2 separate regions of the Mus musculus genome follow, and region 2 is linked to region 1. A link is a contact called in public Hi-C data. All regions are on one chromosome and are shown on one strand. Each heading gives the region's core, a stretch centred on a gene start, on an enhancer-like site or on the middle of the called end of the contact. The rest is flanking DNA. Distances are from core to core; before and after follow the strand shown.

Region 1 (5,956 bases), core at 497-2,996:
TATGATTGATACTGCTATAGACAGTGAGTGTCTGTCTGACTTTCCCACTCTGTGAGTCCTGAAGGACCCAGAGAGGTTTAAGTTAGACTGCTTACTGCATCACCTGTGCCTAAAATGTTACCCTCAGGAGTTTGTTATTTTGCATCTCCCTGGTATGTGGTCTTCCAGAGTGTTCTCTGTCAGCAGAATATGCCGTATGGTTCCTGTGCGTGCTACAGATCAATCCGCATTTTATCCGACAAACATCTGACATTGCGCCCCTTATTATCTATATGTGTGTGTTCAGGCTGGGTGTACAGATGGATAAGAGCAGATCTTGCTTTTGCCGTGCTCAGGTGACAGTGGGGAAGACGGGCACCAAAGACCATTGTGACACAGAGTGCTGGCTCGAGGGGGAGGTGGCAGCCTAGAGATCAGACCCTAAGAAGGTACAAGGAGCTCAGCCTTGCAGTGCATATTGTGCCTGTGAGCAGACAGAAGCCAGCTGCTGGAGTTCAGAACACAAGGCCAGGTGGGCTTCTTGGGACAGATTTCATTTGCCTGCTGTTCTCCACAGATGTCTGTGTCTAACCAACAAGCCTCGCTCCTTCATCTGTGGGAAGGGACTTTGTATATGTTATTCAGGTAAGGATCATGGAATGAGGATGTGGTCTGGATTGTGTGAACACTAAATCCCATGAAAAGTGTCCTCTAAAAAGAGGCGGTGGTGGGGGTGGGGGCTTTGACACATGTTGTAGAAGTGGAAGCCATGTGGCTAGGAATGCTGGCCCTGCAGGTTGAAGAGTGCTGGGGTACTCTTAGCATGGAGTGGGAGCAGGGCCTGCTGACATCTTGCTTTCAGAGTTCTGCACTCCAGAATGGGAGAGAAGAAATTTCTGTTGATGTAAGCCACTGAATTTGGGCTAATTTCTCATGCAGAACCTTGGAAATCTATACAGCCCGGTCCTCCATGGGCAGGGAGGGCATGCACACGGGAGGGTGATGGAACTTAGCACAGTTGGCCCCAAATATCTTTAATTTTTTTAAAATTACATTTTCATGTATTTGCTTTCATTTCTGTGCTTTGCTGCACGTCAGACAACCAGCAGGAACCTGTTCTTGCCTTCCCCCATTGAGACGCTCTCCTTTCGGGTGACTATGGTTTACGAACTTAAAAAGTCCCACAGCCTTCCAAATTCAAATGCTTTTTACAAGTTGTCTTTATAAAAATATACACTCTTTTAAAATCCAAATTCTCTGTAAACCCTCACCCCAATTTTTTTTTAAAAGTTAAAAGTCTCGTAACTGTAAAATCAAAAATAAATTTCTTACTTCAAGTTGGAAGAACTAGGGCACGGTCACAATCTGAACAAAGTCAAACAACAAGACGTTATACCCAGCAGTGTAGCTAATGGACTGTCCAGTGTCTGGGCTCCTCCCAAGGGGCTTGGGTCGCTTATCTGGCTCCACCCTCTGCAGCACACACAGCTCATCTTCTCAGCTCAGGCAGGCTCCACTCCACCACTGCTGCTGTTCTCTCATAGTTATCCCATAGCACTGGCATCTCCAAAATGCTGGGGTTTTCCGCAGTTGGCCTGCACTTTCACCAATAGCCTCTCATAGTACCAAGCCTCAACTTCTCTGAATGACTCCTTTAATCCTGGACCTTCGACCTTCCCCAGTGGCCTCTCCTGGCCTCTCACAGTGCCAAGTATCAGCTGCTCTCCATGACCCTCTCATTCCTTCAAAACCAGTTCCACCTGGGTGAGGCTCACACTATCAGGTTTGGCTGTGAGTGTGAGGTGCATACAACCTTGGCTGCCTCTGGTACACAGCTTCTGTGTGCTGCCTCTGAAGAAACACTTCTCAGAAGATGTCACCTCAGTGATGCTGCTCTCCTCTTAATCACCAATAATTTCTCAGCTCTAGTGGACCAGCATTGAGTATCCCAGCAAAGCAAAGGTTTAACTTTAGCAGTTCTGGTATCTTGTTAACCATAGCTGATTCTTCAGCTAGCCAGAACTTCACACAGAAATCTTTGCTTCCCTCTGACACTTCTTCAAGCCAGGCCTCCGCCCTCACTGCTCTCTCTCAGCATTCTTAGCTTCCAGGCTCCTACAGCAGCTCACCGAGCTCTCAACACCCAGTGGTTCTCTAGCCCCAAGTTCCAGTGTCCTCCCACAAGCCTCCCCAAAACATGGCCAGGTCTGTCACAGCAATACCCCACTCCCACTATGCCGGTACCAACTTGTCTCAGGGTTTCTCTTGCTGAGATAAAACACCATGACCAAAAAGCAAGTTGGGGAGGAAAGGGTTTGTCTGGCTTACATTCATTCCACATTACAGTCCACCACTGAAGGAAGCCAGAATAATTCCTTACAGGGGGCATCTCTGGAGTGAAGGCATGGCCCTGGAGACACAGCGCTGGTAGGGAGGGGTGGCTGAGCTATGTAGCCTGTGCACAGAGTGTGTGAGGGAGTAGCAGGAGCGCGGCCTCCACAGAGCTGTCATGCATGACGCCGTGCCTTGGTGCTGGTGTGACTAACAGCTTGTTTATAAAGGATCACGTGACAGTCCATTGTTCCTGCCTCTTAGGTAACGGCTCTGAGCATCAGATCACCAAGTAAAGAACACATACCTTTTTTTTTTTTTTAATTTCCCACATGGCTGAAGTCTTTTGTGTATACAGAGACGGTATAAATGTGTCCTGATATTGGTCCCTGAAGAGATCTTCCCTGCAGGGACACTGTCATTATTCACTGAATACAATTCTGCGATGTGTACTTCCTGTTGGCTTTTCCTGCTCATTTCTTTGGAAGGTTGCTATGTTTAGTCATTCCTGTGAATCGAAGGGAAGACCTTTAAACCCCGGGGAGTAATGCATACTCCTCAACGAGGTACCAGCACATGCCTCTTTCAGAGATTCACACGTTCAGATTCTAGAGAATTCTCCCCTGTGGAGGAAGAAGACCATCTGTGTTCTGTAGTGAGCTGGGATGAGTGTACTGTGGAACCTAACTGGGTTGTGTTTCTTATTTATTTATTTTATTTATATGAGTACACTGTAGCTGTCTTCAGACACACCAGAAGGGGGTGGGGGAGTTCTGGCCCTCACCTCTTCAGTTTGTAGTAGCCACACATGTTTGTTGGCTTGAGGCCACGTCACTCTAGTCTCTGCCTCTGTTGGTACCTCTGTGTCCGTGTTCCCACACTCCTGTGGCACATCCCCCATCTCTTTTCCTTCATTTTAAAATTTTTGTTTGACTTTATATGTTTGGGTGTTTTGCCTGCATGTATGTTTGTACACCGTGTGCTTGCCTGGTGACCACAGAGGCTGGGAGAGGGTGCTAAAGCTCCCGGAGCTACAGAGTGTCATAAGTCACCGTGTTCTAGCAGTTATGGAGCTGGGGTTAGAACTGGCACCAACTCTGGTCCAGTGTGTGTGCTTGTGTGTATTTCCAGGCCCTCAGTAAGGATGGGAGGATGTCAGGAGACAGCAGTGGCCACCTAGGCCTTTTAGACATCTTACAAAGCCCCTTTCTCAGGTATAAAATGAAAAGGGTAGAGTTGCATTTCTCTAGCCTTAGGAACACTAAAGAGAGGGATTGACAACCCTTAAGTGCCTCCTCCCTTCCCTCTCCACTCTTTCCCTCCCTCCCTTCTGTCTACCCACCTGTCTGTACTAAGCAGTTTCATTTGTGATGTTATCTGAATGAATGACGGTACCTTCTGCAGGACTTGTGGAGTCATCTGTACGATAGCCTGCTGAGCTTATTCAGGGCTGTGAGGAGCTAAAGAGAATCAGAGCTGGGCCCTGTGGACAGCCAGTCGGCAGGACACTGGCTGATGTTACTGTGTAGCCAGAGCCAACCACGGTGTGACAGGATGGGTGGCATGTGTCTTTCCCTTCCTCTTTCTGGAACTTGCCCTGGGGAGTTTGAAATCCTATCGTTTGTCCAAGTGACAGCAAACAAATGTGTACTAAGTTTCAGTTTTGGAAAGTTTATGATGCATGCAGATAAGACGTTTGTCCCAGCAGAGGCTGGGGTTTATCGTTTGGTCAAGTGTTCACATATGGAGAATTTAGGATGTACTGCCTCTCTCCCGTTATACTCCCTGCCTCGGATGAGTTTTCAAGGTCCTACATTCCTTTTGATATAAAAGAGATTTTAGGTGGGTTTCTTCCCCCCACCCCCCCACCCCTCTTATTAGCTGGAAAATTTGCCTTCAGTGATCATTAGAGTGTTTAAAAACCAAACCAAAAAATTACTTCTAATTTAGAAGGCCTGCTATTATGACTCTGCCACCATTTTGGACTTCCCTCTGGAACTTATATATAAGCCCAAATAAACTCTTCCTTCTATAAGTTGCCTTGGTCACGGTATTTTATCTCAGGGGCAAAAAAAGTAACAAATACTCAGGAGGCTGAGAGATGAGAGCTGCAACTGTCAGCATGGACTGGAACATGTGTGTGGAAATGGCCCCCACAGGCTCACAGGGAGTAGCCCTATTTGGAGATGTGCCCCTTTTGGAGGGCGTGTGTCACACGTGGCAGGGTTTGAGATTTCAGATGCTCAAGCCAGGCCCAGTGTCAGTGTCCTGCGGCTTACAGGTTCAGGTGGGGAACTTTTCAGCTGCTTCTCCAGCACCGTGTCTACCAACTTGCTTCTTGAGAGGATGACAGGATGAAATCTCTGAACTGTAAGCCAGCCTCCAATTAAATGTTACCATTTATAAGCAACGCCATGGTCATGGTGTCTCCTCACAGAAACCCTACCTCAGACAGCAGGCGACCTGGAAGTGGAGTATGGCCATCAAGTGGAGCAAGGGTCCACTTCCTAAAGGTTCTATAGCCTTGAAGGGAGCGAGGCCTTCCCTTTGGTATCAGGTTCATCCAAGAGGAAGACAGATTCCCTGCAGGCTACAGTGGTGCCCACTGCAGTGCCTGACACCACCCTAGAGCCCTGTGATGGGGAGTCTCAGAGGCAAAGGGAGTAGTGTGCTCCCCGTCTCCTGCATCCCACCACTTCTCAGCCATGAATTCTGGCTCAGGGAGTTGCTTATCACCGAGCATGTGATGGCTCCTCCCTCTTCCCATCGATGCTGGTCATCCCGTGCTTCAGGGACGTTTTCCATGTTTCCAGAGGAAGGAAGGTGAGGCTCCTGCCACGTTGCTGGTTCCTCGAGGAGCAGCTCAGGGTTGGGCTCTAGAGCACCCAACCCCTTTAAGGGAGAGGCTTAGGGGTCATTTTTGGTCCTCTTTCCTTCTTCCTCTCTTCTCAGGGATGGAAACCAGGGGCTTCCTAATGCCCACAGTAGCAACATGTCCTGGTGTGTCCTGCAGGTGTGGCTATAACCAAGGTTTCAAAGATATTTCTGCCTGAAAAAAGTTACACCATGCAGACCTACATTAAAAAAACAGAGTATATGTGTGTGATTAAATAATGAGTAGTGACTGGAACAGAGAAAACGCTAGCTGTGCTACCAATTGCTTTCTTCTGTAAGCCACTGAACTTTCGAACATTCTCACTGCCACGTAATTGGGGCAGAGGGCATAAAGGCATTAATGGAAGAACGGAATAGGAAAGCATGTTGTCATCTATTTTATTGTGAAGAGACACAGACCAAGGCAACTTACAAAATAAAGAATTTAATTGGGGGCTTGCTTATAGTGTCAGAGCATGAGTTCACTATCGTCATGGTAGGAGATAGGCAGGCACAGCATTGAAGCAGTAGCTGAGAGCTCACATCTCATTCACAAGTTGCAGGCGGAGTGTGATACTAGGCTGATGTGGGCTTTTAAAGCCTCAAAGTCCCACCCCCAGGGTGATACACTTCCTCCAACAAGCCCACACCTCCTAGTCCTTCCCAAACAGTTCTGTTAACTGGGGATCAGACATTTAAACCTATAAGTTTGTGGAGCCATTCACATTCAAAGCGCCATACACTTATGGTCACAAGAAGATATAGTGAGTTC
Region 2 (5,431 bases), core at 2,498-4,997, 34 kb before region 1:
GGGCCAACCCTCTTTAAACACCACCACAGGTGGGTAGGTAAAAACAGGTGGATGTGGGGGGGGGGGTGTCCTTTGGCCCAGTTAGTCTAGATCCAAGAGGAGGTTCCAGGTTTGGTGAAAGGCTTATAGAAGATACTTTACATTCTTTATCTTTCTCTCTCTCCCTCAACTCTCCTCCCCATGCTCTAAATAAACTCTATTCTATACTATATTTATGGCTGGTCCCTCAGGAGGAAGGGATGCCTCAGGATGGGGCCACAGAGGCACTCCCTTCCCCCACACCATACTGCACCTCCATCAAACATATCCCTGATTTCCTTTTCTTTTGTATAAAACACAACAACATGCACACACACACACACACACACACACACACACACACAAGCACAAATATTCCAAGTAACAAATATACTAGTGGAATCTCAGAAACGCAATGCCAAAGGGCAGGGATGTGGCTCAGTTGGCCGAGAGCTTGCTGAGCATGGTCTAAGTCCGAGGTTAATCCCCAGCACTGCATAAAACAGGATGCATGCGGTGATGCACGCATGCAATTCCAGCACTTGAGGAGTAGAAAGCAGGGGGTGCTACCAGACATTCAAAGTCATCCTTGACTAGCCTGGGCTACTCAACCCCTGTCTCAAAAGGAAAAAAAAAAAAGGAAAAAAGTTGTATAGGCAGCAACAAAGTATTCATTTGTCGAAAAGGTCAAAAAGAACCATATAGTGTTAATAAGAGAGTATAAAGTTCAGGGTGGACACTAGAAGAACATGATTATAGAGGGACCCATGGAAGGCTTCCTACAAAAGCAAAAGCCGGTTTGTATGGTAACAAACATAGAGACCAAAACATTGCTGAAGGCTGAATAACTAACGTGAAAATAACAAGTGCAGTCAACTTGTTAAAGAAAGGTTGGTGGAAAGAAGAGCAGGCCATATGATCACTGAGCAATGACCCTTGTCATTCACTAAGTAGATGTCTTTCTCATTCACGTGCAGCAATTTGAATGGGAATGCCCCCACCCCCACCCCCAGCTCATATTTGAATACTTGGTCCTCGGTTGGTGGAACTGTTTGGGAAGAATTAGGAGATGTGGCCTTGTTTGAGGAGGTGTCATTGGGAGTGAGCTTTGAGGTTTCAAAAGTGCACACCATTTCCAGCTAGATCTCTCTGTCTGATGAGTGTCAGCTACTGATGTAACACCATGCCTGCCTGCGGCCATGTTCCCTGAAGGACACTCTGTAACCAAAGTCTTAACCAAATATTTTCTTTTCTCTTTCTTTCTTTTCTTTCTTTCTTTCTTTTTTTTTTAAAGATTTACTTATTTATTTATTTCATGTATGCGGGCATACTATCATTGTCTTCAGACACACCAGAAGGTGGCATCAGATGCCTATTACAGATGGTTGTGAGCCACCATGTGGTTGCTGGGAATTGAAGTCAGGACCTCTGGAAGTGCAGTCAGTGCTCTTAACTGCTGAGCCATCATCTCTCCAACCCACATCTTCTTTTATACGTTTCCTTGGTCACGGTGTCTTATCACAGCAATAGGAAAGTAACTAAGGTGGGTGGGAGGGCAGTTAGAGAAGCCTGGCTGCCAGCTGTTCCTTCCAAAGGAGCAAGAATGGAGCTGCGGGCTGGGGACCTTCCTCAAATCCAGGGAGATTTAGGAGTTTCTTTTCATTGGTTCATCTAAACTGTGGCTCCTTGGAGATAAGATCTCCACGACAGCCCAGGCACTGCCTGGAATTCCCATTAATCAAAGTCTGGGTACAAATGCAGACTAGTCAGCTCCCAGGGGAACTCACGGATCTTGCAGGATGGCGGGATTTTTTTTTGTGTGTGTGGTTTTGCGGAGGTTGTTGTTGTTGTTGTTTTTGGATCTTTTGTTTGTTTTTTGTTTTTTTCTCGTCCAATTTGCTTCCACTGAGCTGCTCCATTTTTCACCCAGCCCCTTCTCCTCTTTCATTTCTTTCCTTTTTATTTTTCAAATTTTAACGACCCATCCAATGAATTTCACTGAGACTGTTTACAGGAGGAATCATGGTTCCTTCATGAGAGTTACAACACTGAAGAACCCCTCCCCCCACTCAACTGTTAACTGCGTGTCAATCCTTAGGGAGGGGAGAGGATTTCTCACTGTGGATAAAAGAGAAATAATTACTTTGAAATGTCACGTTTACATACTTTACGTCGGGAGCTCTGGAGTTTAGTTGAGACCTGCTCGCAGAGCAACCTGGAGCTCTTAGTGGGTAGGGACAGGACAGGCGCCTCTCCTAACAGTTTCAGGTTGGGAGTGACAAGATTGAAAACAAATTTCTCCCAGAAGAGTTTTCACACTTTGCTAAATAAAACAGCTGCTGAGACTGGGAGGGAACGGCGGACGGGGGTTGGGGGTGGGTGGTGGGTGGTGGTGGTGGTGGCGGCGAGGGTGGTAGGGGGCGCAGAGTGGGGGAGCATTCCCAAATAGTTTCGGAGGATCAAGTGCTTAACTCTCTTCTAGGGTGGGCGGGGAGGGGGTTTTGGAGTGTCTCCTGTTTGAAGCTTTCAGGAGGCAAAAGGAAACAGATACTCTAAGGAAAAGGAGGTTCTCTCCTTGAAACCCAGCTATATTCCAGAGAGGGTGTGAAAAAAAAAAATCGCTTCACCGTAAATTTATCACCAGCCTCAGGTAAGATCGAAGCGTCATGTTCACCGTTCTACCTGCTGACCTCTCCACCTCTGTGAGCAAAAGGTTCCATCACTCATTTGTCATCAGATCGTGTGTGTGTGTGTGTGCGTGTGCGCGTGTGCGTGTGCGCGTGCGTGAGAGAGAGAGAGAGAGCATGCACATGCGCGCGCATGCATGCCTGCATGTGTGCATGTATGTGTGTTAACTTTCTTGCTTGCATTTATATGTATATCGGTGCTGAGGGATTTGAATTTGGGTTCTCATGCTTCATCAGAGCGCACTTTACCCACTAAGTCCTGAGCAGCCAACCCCATGAGATTTTTCTTGAGTAGAATGGCATTCATATAAGGCTGGAAATAGCATTGATTATCTGAGCCTGGTCATTGGGACTGCTATGAATTTGAAATAAACACATTCTTTGAAGTAACCTTTTGTTTACATTAGGCTCCAGGCTTACCACACTCCTAAATCGCTCAGTAAGTTGTTCTTTTTCTTTTCTTCTTGAGGCAGGCTCACATAGGCCAGATGTTGCAGACATTTGTTGGAGTGTAACCCCCTAGTTTATGCTGCCCGGGGAGCTCTTTTAGGTACTGAAAAAGTAGCTGTGGCAGTGAGAGACAAAAACAGTCAAGACAACAGTATGTAAGGCGTACTTGGAACCCGCGGGTGAGGACTGATGTCCCTGCTGGTCCTTCACCAGGCAGCAGCGGGAGAGAGGATGCCCGACCCTCTCTTTGCAGCAGCTTCCTCGGTTTCCATCGGCTCCAGAAAGCCGGCCACAGGTGGAGGGCTGGAGGGTTCTCCGCTCAGTCCATCCAATTGGTGCGCCTGGTGCCCGATGCCGCTGAGGAAACAGCCCTCAGCGCGGGTGTCCTCCCGCTGCTCGTGGGTCCCAGTGGGAGCCACCCCGCACCTCCGGGATGTGCGGTTCGGGAGGATCGTGTGCAATGACCAGCGGCCGCTGCGGGGCGCTGTAGCCCTGCGGACAGCCGGGTGGGGCGTGGCCCGAGGGGCGTGGCGTGGAGTATGGGGCGGGGCCGGCGGGGCCCTCAGGCATCCAGGCCACGCGCGGTGGAGCGTGGGGCGAGCGGCTGCGGGCAAGGAGCGCAGCGGCCCGCGAGCTCCGTGCGGAGCGGCCGGCCGGCGCGGGAGCGAAAGGTACTGGGCATAGTCGCCGGCTCCTGCGAGTGCTAGTAATCCTCCAGGAGCGCTCATGGGGACACTGGGAGGGGGCGTCGCTGGCAGGGGCGCGCTCCTTAGTGGCCGTCTGGCTCCGGGCGCTCTCGACGTCGCGCGTGTGGGGAAGTGCTTGCCCTGCAAACTCTTCCGCAGCCCAGGGCAAGGGCAGTTCCCACGGTCGTTTGGAGCACGGCTGGTCCCGCGGGGCCTTAGGGCCTTGTGCGCCGCCTTTCGGGCTCAGGATTCTCTTACTTGCCTAGGGCATTGAAATGTATCGCTTCCTGTAGATTTGGGGAGCTGGAGAGAAGGGGGATCATTATGGCTGATCCAAAAGGAGTTGTACTTTGTGAAGCTGGCCAAGAACGTTTCCCCCGAAGTGCATTGAGAGAATTCACGTGGTGGTAAGGTGTGTGTGTGTGTTTACCACTTTGATGGCATGAGACTGAGTTGTGAAACCACCAGTTAGGTGTGCGACTGGAAAACCCACGTCTTCAAGCCTTAATAGTTAGAGCTGTGAACTGAAAGCATCATACATAACCTTGAAGTTGACATCAGGCTTTATGGCGGGCATCGTTCCTGTGAGGCGAGGCTCTTGGCTGGTGGTAGCCATGTGTATTAAATTGATACTGATTGAATGTAATGGAAAGAACTTGGACAGTGACCAATCACACCCAGGTGCGAGGTTGTCCCAAGTGTTCAGATTGATACTGACTAACGGTTTCTCATCTTTAAAATATCTGTTACGTGAGTAGTTGGGATAATTAACTTCCTTTGTTACCCTGATTGTATACTTAGCATATGGTGAGTAAGTTTTGTTTTGTTTTATCCTGAGAATACAATGGCCAGAGGATGGCTCATCTGGCAGACTCTTGCCACCAGACAATTGGAGTTTGATTCGCAGAAGGTGTGACAAGGTGGAACTGACTCTCTCACCAGTCGTGGTGTCCTCTGACCTCTTCATGGGCTGAGGTTCATACACACACACACAACATAAATAAACTAGGAATTCATATTACAATTAGGAGGGGTTTCTGCCCTCTCAGCTTGAGGGAAGGAGCAGTCTGAGAAAAAAAATGAGGGAAAATTGGACACCAGACAACAGTTAGTTATAAATTGTTGAGAAGTCTAACCAAAGCTGATTTTTAAAATCAAAACCATCACAATAAAAATGCTAGCCCAAGGGGCTGGAGAGATGGCTCAGCAGTTAAGAGCATTGGCATCTCTTCCAGGGGACCCAGGGCCAGTTCTCAGCACCCACGTGGCAGCCCACAACTTCACAAATATCTGCAACTCCAGTTCTAGTGAACCCAACACCCTCACACAGCCATGCATGCAAAACACCAATGCACATCAGCTAGAATAAATAAATTATAAAAATGCCAGGCTGGGGGTCCATGCCTGTAATTCCAGCCCTCTGGAGGCTGAGGCAGGGTCATTAGTTTGAGGCTAGCCTGGGATACACAGCAAAATTCTGCCCTCAAAACAAAACACCCAGCCTTGTTTGTTAACTCCTTGTTTGACCTTGGTAGCTAGGACCAAATGTTAACCTTCGCATTCTCCTTAGCCCATCCGTGTTTCCAAAGC

What was found. A called contact is a pair of places that touch in the nucleus more often than the background predicts.
Region 2: a Hi-C map of nephron progenitors shows a contact between it and region 1, with 2.1 times the contacts expected there. The contact joins the promoter of Ankrd6 here to the enhancer-like site in region 1. A contact is called at or near these places in 1 of 39 promoter capture datasets (macrophages), 8 of 484 Hi-C or Micro-C datasets (the N1E-115 cell line, cortical neurons, embryonic stem cells and 3 more), 5 of 115 datasets of contacts at active chromatin or transcription factors (embryonic fibroblasts, embryonic midbrain and embryonic stem cells) and 3 of 9 other capture datasets (adipose tissue, liver and pancreatic islet).

The regions. Positions count from the first base shown.
Region 1 is chr4:32,912,676-32,918,631 of GRCm38.p6, reverse strand. All of the region lies in intron 1 of Ankrd6 (ankyrin repeat domain 6), which reads left to right. Among named protein-coding and RNA genes, the nearest start is that of Ankrd6, 35 kb to the left of the region's middle. Within about 2 kb of position 1,746, at least 82 of the 459 cell types and tissues checked have an H3K27ac peak or open chromatin away from gene starts, as enhancers often do. A contact at or near this core is called in nephron progenitors, where this site is marked.
Region 2 is chr4:32,949,142-32,954,572 of GRCm38.p6, reverse strand. Ankrd6 (ankyrin repeat domain 6) reads left to right here and starts at 3,747. Exons shown (of 16, transcript NM_001012451.1): 1 at 3,747-3,826.